Linked DNA regions of Hordeum vulgare: region 2 is linked to region 1. A link is a contact called in public Hi-C data. All regions are on one chromosome and are shown on one strand. Each heading gives the region's core, a stretch centred on a gene start, on an enhancer-like site or on the middle of the called end of the contact. The rest is flanking DNA. Distances are from core to core; before and after follow the strand shown.

What was found. A called contact is a pair of places that touch in the nucleus more often than the background predicts.
Region 2: a Hi-C map of leaf shows a contact between it and region 1, with 3 times the contacts expected there. The contact joins the promoter of LOC123401309 here to the enhancer-like site in region 1. A contact is called at or near these places in 3 of 6 Hi-C or Micro-C datasets (all in leaf).

The regions. Positions count from the first base shown.
Region 1 is chr6H:557,442,860-557,448,091 of MorexV3_pseudomolecules_assembly, reverse strand. No RefSeq gene overlaps it. Among protein-coding and RNA genes, the nearest start is that of LOC123406622, 18 kb to the left of the region's middle. Within about 2 kb of position 3,496, at least 2 of the 3 cell types and tissues checked have open chromatin away from gene starts, as enhancers often do. A contact at or near this core is called in leaf, where this site is marked.
Region 2 is chr6H:557,504,819-557,509,745 of MorexV3_pseudomolecules_assembly, reverse strand. LOC123401309 (phosphatidylinositol 4-phosphate 5-kinase 9) reads right to left here and starts at 3,170. Exons shown (of 10, transcript XR_006611069.1): 1 at 2,898-3,170; 2 at 124-1,399.

The DNA.
Region 1 (5,232 bases), core at 2,247-4,746:
CAACAGAAGCAGACTGATGAGCTTAGAGGAGTAGCGCGCCAGGAAGATCCTGCACTCGATATTACCGGTGCCCCATCTAAGCGGAAAAGCAGCGTGGCTGAATCTGAGGCCCCGCCCGACGATGCACGAAGAATGATAGAGGGCGGTCCCGGCTACCCCGTGGATGGAATCAAGGAGTCAACATCATGTGAACTCCATCAGAAATTCAAGAACATATCCATGAAGGTCGCCGTCGGACAAGCTTTACCTTCTGGCCCTGATGCACGCTAGCATGGCCGTGAGATTCCAGCTAGCTTTGCTAAAGTCGGGGTGGATGAAATCATGGCGGGGTTTCATGATATGCAGCTCGACATAGCTGGAACCGAAGATGAGAGGACACTCGGAGAAGTATTGGGTGGAGTCATCCTATGGGACAAGAACTACATCAAGCTTCCAGGCTCGGCCCCAAGGACAACACCGCCTCCGAGTCGTCGCAGGTCACCTACACCTCCATCACCTCCAAGCCCTCCACATGCGACGGTCAGCACAACACGAGTCCATCTCGATCACCGCCGCCGGACTTGGGTCGTCCGTCTCCGCCGCCGCCCGCTCCGGATACTAAGCGGAAGCGTGCCAGCAAGAACGCTCCGTCGATGATTTCTAAGCGACGGAGCTCCCCAAGGCGCAAAATGTCGCCCCTCCCAAAGATACCTCATGCTAATCTTCCTACCAGACCTTATGATCGTACCGCCGAGGAAAACGCCAGGATAGCAAAGGAACATCATGATGTGCAGATGAAAAAGAAGGAACCCGAGCCCCGCCCGGAATACACCGAGAAGCAAATAGCATATGCAAAATACTTCACGAAACTTCCATCACAGTATGACTTACACCATAAGCCTGATGACTATACACGCACATTGCAGAAGGAAGGGAAAAAGAGCAGATCACGTGCAAGTGCAAGTGGGAGCAAATCAAGTTCAACTACAAGCAAAAAAAGATCAGACGTTCCTCAGCTTGGACAACAGGCCCAACAGTCGATCCCACCCCTCAGGGTGTTACCCGAGAATGTCCCCCCTCTGGTGCAGGGGCAAGATTTGGAATTAGCAAAGAAGTGGGCGGATAAATGCGGTATCCCGGTTGAAGACGTTCTGGCTTCCCAAGACGATAGGTTACCCAAGGCTGTGGTAGCCCCTAAGCCACAGTTTGTCAGGGGAGCGCCTTTGGTCAGCAAAGATGATCTCCCAACAAATATGCGTTACTTGCATACATGATACTTAAGTGAATCAAAGAATGAGAGAACGATGATCGTGGTGAGTGTCCCACGGGAGTACTACGGCCGCCCCGAAGAAATCCATATCGACTTTGATGAACTCTTCCAGATGTACAACGCCGACGCCCTCGACAAATCGCTTATGAGTTGCTATTGTCTGTAAGTTTTTCAATTCGTTGTCTACATATAACTTGTTTAGTTATTTCAATTCATTGTCTACATATAACTTGTACTCTATTATGCAGAATGGAGATTCTGGAATGTAAAAATAGGAACATCCTAAATATTGGGTTTATTGACCCAGATAAAATACATATAGCGACGCTAACTGATAAACCCAAGGAGACGGAGGAAAACCTTCTAAGGTTTCTAACAGATCAAAATTTCTGTGACCACATACTGTTTCCATACAACTTCAGGTGAGGGTCTTTACTCTGTTGTGTCCATTCACTTATAAGTGTAATTGATAAGTTACTGACACACACACACACACACACACACATATATATATATATACATGTGCAACTTCCATTGGATTCTGTTGGACATTCAAATTGATAAGGGAAGAGTTGATGCCTCCGACCCATTATCGAGACCCTTGGAACAGTTCCAAAGCCTGCAGGACATGCTCCAAGGGTAATTTCAATCATTCTTGCGCTCTATCGGTCTCTTTCGATGATTTTCTGATATATCAATTAATGAAAAACTTAGCAAATCATTTTCCTTGTCGGGTAGGGTTTGGAAGCGGTTCAAGTGCGTGACTCCCGGTATCGAGCCTGAGAAGCTGACCTTTAGAGCGGCTCAGGTAAGTAGTAGTATGATATACTTCTATTTTCAATACATTTATGATGCTAAATTATTATTTTGATTATATATATTCTATTCTCGTAAAGTGTGACCAGCAACCACGGGGGACGCATCTATGCGGATACTATGTTTGCGAGACCATTGGCACGTTTACCTCTGAGCACAAGGATCACAGATACGACGTAAGCAATGAACATTCACACCTCTATTTTTACCCGTCATTCTTTGTTATCATGATTGATATTCATATTCATCTCCTCTTCTTATATAGTACACGAGCATGAGGGAGAAGTCCCTACCAGAGCAACGCGCAATTGCTGTTGCAGAGGAGCTTGCGACCTTTCTGAGGACGGAAGCTATAGATGACAAATGACGATTTAGTGTAGCTAGGGGCCATTACTGAAGTTGGTCCATGTAATTGTATATATATGCTCGCTTGTAAGATAAGTTAATCTTATATATATATATATATGCATAAACATGTATATTTATAATTATATGAAAACTAATTCCCGAACACCAAACGAGGCATCACGTTAATCTCCCGAACACCTAAACCCCAAAACCCTAAAACCCTAAAATAAACAAAATCTGCAGAAACTCTTTAGTCACAGTCCGTGTTAAGACTCGGGACTAAAGGGCCTGCCCCTGAGGACGCTCCGAGGCGCCCACGTAGAGCACCTTTGGTCCCGGCTTGGAACAGGGCCGGGACTAAAGGTTAGGCCTTTAGTCCCGCCCCTTTAGTCCTGGTTGGTGAACCGGGACTAAAGCCCCTTACAGGCCGGGGCTATAGGCCCTGTCCCCACTAGTGTCAGTGTACCTTGCACGACATGAAGGCTGCAACACGGTGATCTTTTGTCTCGAACTGCCTCTCTTTGGTGCAGCGAGTTAATTCTTCTATTCGTGATCGTTCTGTGATGGGTTCTGTTGTGGCAGATATCAAGCATGCAATCTCAGGCTTTTCTTGTGCTATTTTAAGCATATTCGTCGGCATTTTAAAGTTTTAGATCATGGGGTCTAGCTAAGTCTTGTATGTTTTTCAAAAAAAAAGAAGCTAAGTCTTGTATGTATTCTAGTGATCTTTGTTGTTTTCGTTCTTCTCCGGTTTGTATCCGTGAGATTCTTTGTAATTTTATTGGTTGCTTAATAAAGTGCTGATGTTTAAAAAAAACATGGTAGCTGGCTATGTAGATGGCACGCAAAGGTTGGAGGAGCATTGCCAGGCCATGCAACCTGGGGTCCGTGTAGATTGTCACAATTCGGATCAGGGTCCAGAAAACCACATTTCGACTTTGTCATCAGTATCAAGAATATTGTGCTAAATTTCATTATTTTTTAACTAATTAATGGCATGGGTACATAATTTTAATCATGTTTCTAACTCGTTGAACCTGACTGTATGAGCTGACGCGATGCATATATAATGTCAAGAACACTTGCGTTGACCATTAACACAGACAGAGGGCCAACCATCAACGTCTTGTTTTCAATTGTGATGGTTTTATGCTATCCGAGAAAACGAAAGCAAGAAAGAAGAAATTTGACTAATGAGGATCTTAATTAATCTTCTGAAATATTAACGCGAGTAGCAGCGGCGGACCTATGTTAAGCCGAGTGGGGGCCCGGGCCCCCAGTCAATTTCTATTTTTACTGTTATAAAGCCTAATATTTTATTAGTTGGGCCCCCAGTTAATCAAATATTTGGGCCCCCAGTCACTTCGGCCCCCACTGAATTCTTTGGGTCCGCCCCTCGCGAGTAGTAGCATAGATGATCCCTCGCTACCTCCATTTTTTCAACTTCACACCCTCGACCAACCAATCAGTGAAACAACTAACTAACGAAAACTAGCTTACCTCGGGTAAACTACTCTGCCAAACCATATTTGCATTTTACTGCTTTGATAAGCCCGGCCTCTACCTACCTATCCCTGAACCTGATACATATAGCATGCCATGGTATCATTTTCATTTTCAGATTCGGACAGAGATAGAATCCAGAACTTCGTGAAAAACCATTAAATACTGTGAATCCGGTCCATCGGACGGCACCGCCGCTCCCCGGAAGCAAACAAAGCAGGCCAGTCAACAACCACCTCCACCGGGTAAAGAGAGCAGACACCCACATCATGACCACTGCCGCTACGATGGCCAATTTCATAGTCTAGATTAACCACAGATGACAAGCACCACACAGATGAATCCACTGAACAGATGCTCTACAGCTCTGGAGCTCAAGCCGGCTGCGGTTTGCAGTTCCACACGATGACACTGAGAAACTTCCTGCCAGCAAGATATATGGTACTCCCTCCGTTCCTAAATATAAGTTTCATAAGAAATTTCACTAATGGTCTACATACAAAGCAAAATGAATGAATCTACACTCTAAAGTATGTCTATATACATATGTAGTTCATTAGTAAAACCTTTAAAAGACTTATATTTTGAAACGGATGGACTACTTACAACTCAAAGAAAAAGTACACTCCGAGCTGGCTTTGCATTACATGTACGATCGCGGAGCACTTTTGCCGGTGCTCTTAATTCGTGTCCAGCTGTTTTCTCGTTTTGTTTCCTGCATATATTGATGTATAGAAATTTAACTCATGCCGATCGATTGATCGATCCAATTACCTCATCGGCCAGCGCAAAAGAAAAGAACGATGCTTTTTCTGATAGAAGAGATATATATATATATGCTCGAGAAAAGTATATTTATCGTTCCTCAACTCTTGACGGAGTTAAGATTTTGTCCCTCAACTCCGAAATCGGACAACTTGCACCCCAAACTACTAAAACTGGACAAGGTTAGTCGCTGGTCTCGGTTTTGACCGGTTTTGGTGCTGGCTCACCCCGATTTTGACCGATGCTGACTAAAATTCGTGTGAACTTTTCAAATCCGTGATTTTTTTCAATTGAAATACTCTTTTCAAATCTGCTCAGTTCATTTCAAGTTCGTGTAATTTTTAATAATTCATTAACAGTACGCTAATTTGAAAAAAGTATATGAATTTGAAATAAAAGTACGCAGATTTGAAAAAAGTATGCGGAGTTTTATAAAGTTCACACATTTGAAAAATGCACCAGAGTTTCAAAACATTACATGAAGTTGACTCAGCATGGTCAAAACCCGGGTCAGACAACATCAAAACCGCTCAAAACAGTGACCAAGGTCG
Region 2 (4,927 bases), core at 1,921-4,420, 62 kb before region 1:
AATGCAATTACAAGGTAGATGACTAGACTAATTTACCAGACAGTACATGGAAAGCGAGCTATTTATCAACACTTCAAATGGTACATTCAATGAGAATGAGAGGAGCAGCATTGGAGGCATTACCTGATTCCAAGCTGCAGGCTTAGCATTAGATCATAGCTTCTATGACCCTTAATTATTGCCTCTCCAGGTTTTTTCGTCTCTCTCACCGTCTTCTTCTGCCGGCGCTTTGCCTTCTTGGATGAGCCCGAAAAACTCCTGTCAAGTACTACCTCGCTGATTAGAACACCTTGCATGTATTCCCTTTCAAGTATAGGCAACTCAGAATCGTCAATGTTTTCAGAGGTTTCACTATTTTCATTTCCGATGAATTTCTCAATAGCTACCTCAAGGCTCCACCTTCTTTCCAAGGACACATTTCTTGAATCACTTGAGTTCCTTCTAGTTGAGGCAGATTCGCGATTTATGCCAACCTTCATATTTCCCATGTCAACTGATGAGGAGTGAAGTATGCGTGAACCATGATTCTGCCTTCTAGGGTCAGGCAACACACCTCTGTTCCTAAGATTTTTTATATACAGCTCATCACCAGCAGGAACTCTGCAACCGCTAGGATATAACGTACCTTTCCCATCCTTCAATCCCCTGGTCCAGGTTCCGACATAGTAGCCACAATCACTCCATGTATAGATACCATACCCATGCATCATGCCATCTAACCAGTTGCCTTCGTACGAATCACCATTTTTCCATGTAAATGTTCCTTTTCCAGACATCTTGCCATTTTTCATATTGCCGGTGTACGTGTTTCCATTTTCCCATGTATACTTTCCGTGACCTTGTATTTCTCCCTGAATCCAAGAACCTTGGAACATGTCTCCATTAGGATACGTCTGGCATCCGAGACCATGCTTACGGTTCAGCTTCCACCGTCCCTTGTAGACGATGTTATCCTGCCCAGTGTACGTGCCTTCACCATATATGTACCCACCGGCATACTCGCCCTCATAGCTAGCTCCGGACGGCCACAACGTCTTTCCTTGCCCATGCCTCATCCCCGTCCTCCACTCGCCATCATAAATAGTACCATCTGACCAGGTATACCGCCCTGAACCCTCCGGCGTGCTTCCCAACAATGTACCGGAGTAGGTGTCCCCGCTGGGGAGCCTAACATGTCTGACTCTGAAGCCGGTGTTTGCTCCTGAAGCACGTGGGTCCTGGCCATTTGCCAAAGTTGCCAGCACCTCACTCTCGATGTTGCAACTGGCGCCTCGGAACAGATCAGCCCTAGCAGAACTGGATACCCCTTGTAGCTCGTTCCGAAGGGCCACTGGGGGTGTCATGCATACCCCAGAGCAGCAGTCGCCACAGAAACGGAGATTTGGATTCAGACCTCAACCTGCACATAATTTAGACAAGATACATGAGTAACTTAACATCTGTTTAGTGAAGCGAACTGCAAGATTTTCAGAAATTATTCTCATGAGAATAGAGATGGCCATAGGGTGAAACTTGAGGGTACATCAAGGCTGCAAAGCGGGCACCGAAACCCTCAGCAAAAGCTGTACAACATCAAAGCACACATGTGTGAATTCTGAACAGCGCACACACTGTCCTCTGAAATCCAAGCTGAAACATATCTAATTTGTCAAACTAAGACGAGAAAGCTTGTAGCACAAACCCATGGAGAGGATTGTTTTCTTTTGAGAAATCAGAGGGGAGGAGTCCCTCCACCTGAATATATATACTACCCAAAGTGGCCATATGCCAATAGATGAGAGGCCCTTATATCTATCTATCTTCACACGGAGTGGCAATGAGGCAATCAGCCCCTGTTGCGCGCGGAAGCCGGCTCGATTGCCATGGTTGAAGATCAAGCTAAGAAGCCGGACTGATGCTGTAGCGAGGGGATGAATCGAATTCAGAGCACCGATAAATAAATCTGCGCAGAAGACGAAAAGAAATACTAGCTAGCTAGAAGGAAAGCAGAGTCAAGCTGAAGTGAATGGAGGCTCACAGGTCCACCACCCACCCAGCAATCTATCTGTCTATCTATCTATCATTGGATCATATTATATCTGTATTAAAAAGGTCCCAAAACATCCAAGTGCTTATATCCAGAAACAAATATAAGTAACAGCTAGACTAGACTAGAAACAGGGGTGGCCAAGTGATGGAGGCAGTGGCATAGGGCCAACAACACACCCATTCAGCAATCCACCATTGGATCATGCGTGCAGTATGATATCTGAATTAAAACGTTGAAGTGTGTTATTAGTGCTCGTCCAGAAACAAATCCCCATGGAGGGAAACAAACTGATGGAGGAGGAGGACCATAGGCCCACCAAAGATATTGCATCACTGGACCAACCAACCAATATTTGTTGGTTCATATCCGGAAAAGGCTACTACTCCCGGTGGTCATCCACGGAACTGATCCCACTCCAGGGTGGGGGGGGGGGGGGGGGGGGGGGGGACAGAAACAAGCAGTACAAATGACTAGTAGTGGTGAGAAAAATAAAAAAACAGAGGCAAGTGATTCATCATGAGACGCCCGCCGCCAATCCAATGACCAATCCAATCCAATCCAGTCCAGTCCAGAACGGGGAGTCATGATATCGGGGCACCGAATCGACGGAGGGAAGTCGGCCGTGTCGGAAAAGGTCCCGGCGGCGCGACTGGCTACCTTTCAGTTCCTCGGCGTGGTCGCCAACGAAGGAACAGAAAAACAAACGGAGAGGGGGGGAACTGAATATAGAGACGAACCCCCGCGAGACGAGACCGGACGATACCGGCGCCGGCAGGGGATTGGATGAACCCAGCCGGCGGGAGGAGGGGAAAGCGGATCGAGGCGTACGCGAGCGGGGAAGATGGAGGAGTGGGGGTGGTTGCCGTACCGTAGCGTGGCGTGGCGGGGATCAGGCAGCGGTTACAGGACGGGGATTAGCGGCGGCCGCGCGCGGGGCGGCCGGCCTGGACCGGGTCGCGCGCGCGCGCGCGCTCGGCGGGGATTCCGAGCGCTGGCGCGGCGGAAGACGACGACGACGACGCGCGAGCGTGAGGAGGAGGAGGAGGAGGATGGAGGGTGATCGATCGAGTGGAGTTGGAAGGAAGCAGCGGAACGGAATGACGACGTGAGTGTGAAATGTCGCTCCCTCCCTCCCTCCCGTAAAGTACTGGTCCTGCCGCCGGTGTTGGATCTTTTCAGGCCGCCCGTCCGTCCGTCCCGGATTGGATTATATAATTATTATAATAATAAAGTACACTAAACTAAACTAAACTAAACTAAACCGCCTGCCCGCCTCGATGATTAACTTAACTAATAGTGGATGATGGGCTTTGTTATTGAATATCAGCGATGCACGGTGGGAGATTTTGGCTTTGGCTTTGGCTTTGGTGGACGATCCAGGATCTGTCACCGAGCTCCTCCTGCCAGGATCCGCCAGCAGTCAGCAGCACAGGGCTATTATTATCATTATTTTTACCGTCCACGCACCGCCCTGCCCACTTATTTAGGATCCAAGGGATGACCGGTAAGTAGTGTATGTTTTCATTTTTTTTTTTTGCAAGTAGATAATCTCGAAACAGGATTCCATCCTTCTTTTTTTTCATATAAAGCAACAGCCATGGCAGGCTTTCCATCCTTTATTTATTTATTTTGGCCAGTATATACTCTAGATACAGGCTTTCCATAATGTTTTGTATATAAAACAACAACCATAGCGGGTGACCTGCCACGCGACGGCGGTGGAGGCAGTTCCCTCCCGCACCTCCTTGGTGTTGCCGTCCTCGTTTCCCGATGCTTCCACACCCCGTCATCTAGGGTGTGAGGCGGCAAGGGTGGTGTCATCAAAAACACCACTACCTAACCGACCCGAAGCCAACCACCCAGCTTGCCGCCCACCAGCATGCGCCATCACTGGCTGACACCACCCTTGCCGCCTCACCGTGATCACCATCACGAGGCCAGATGACGGGGTGTGGAAGCATCCTTGCCGCCTTGCCGCCTTGCCGGTTCATTCGGCTCTGACGCAGTGACACCTGCGGGCGCCACCGTTCCTTCTTGAAGGACGCCAGTGTTAACCCATCCTGCATTTCCCTTCGTGTGACGGGAAAAATCCTAGGACATGTCTGGACAGCAGCGTCGTCGGCGTCGCGTTCCTTCTTAAGGGTTTTGCTTGATACGTGGTGATTCGAAGCCTTAGAGTGTGGTGGGACGAATACAGAGGATGCAGCGGTGCTGGCTCATCCAAGCTTTGTCGAACTGTCGTTGTTGGCTTTTTTTTAAAATTTGATGTATTGTTCGTCCCAGCAGTTACTATATGATCGGTGTTGCCTGCTTTTATAATATAAAACAGGGGATCCTTTTACGAAGAAAATAACAAATAAGATAAGGTATGTATCAAAACAGATAACTGGCTTCGACTTTGAAGAATTACACAGACCGTGTGTGATGTTTATCGCATCTCGGCTCTACACAGTTCTTATCCTTGGGTTCGAACTCGTGGGCAAATATCATTCATCAACCTTACATCGCACTCTGAACGGTGGTGTGAGAGTGCCGTCTGCATAGTTTCTAGCTGGTATGTTCTTCGCGACAACAATTTTCCATGTGATTGTTATACATGTTTCTAATTCGGAAACAATTAGTCAGTGGCCGTGTTGGATTTTTTGGAGAAAAGTTGCGCCTTCTACAAGGACGACCATGAATTTCTTTGCCAAACAGTAGACCTAAACTGTCACGGATGGGACCAAATACCATACATATGTGATTATCACAGTATAACTTTAAAGTTATGAGTATGTTAAAAAAAATTAAAGGTTATGAGTAGTACGTATTTGTTGTATATGGAAATGCATTTTGTTTCCCCATTATCTCGGTATTTGTTGTTTATCCCGTTCGAGGCACAGTGTATATGTATATCCT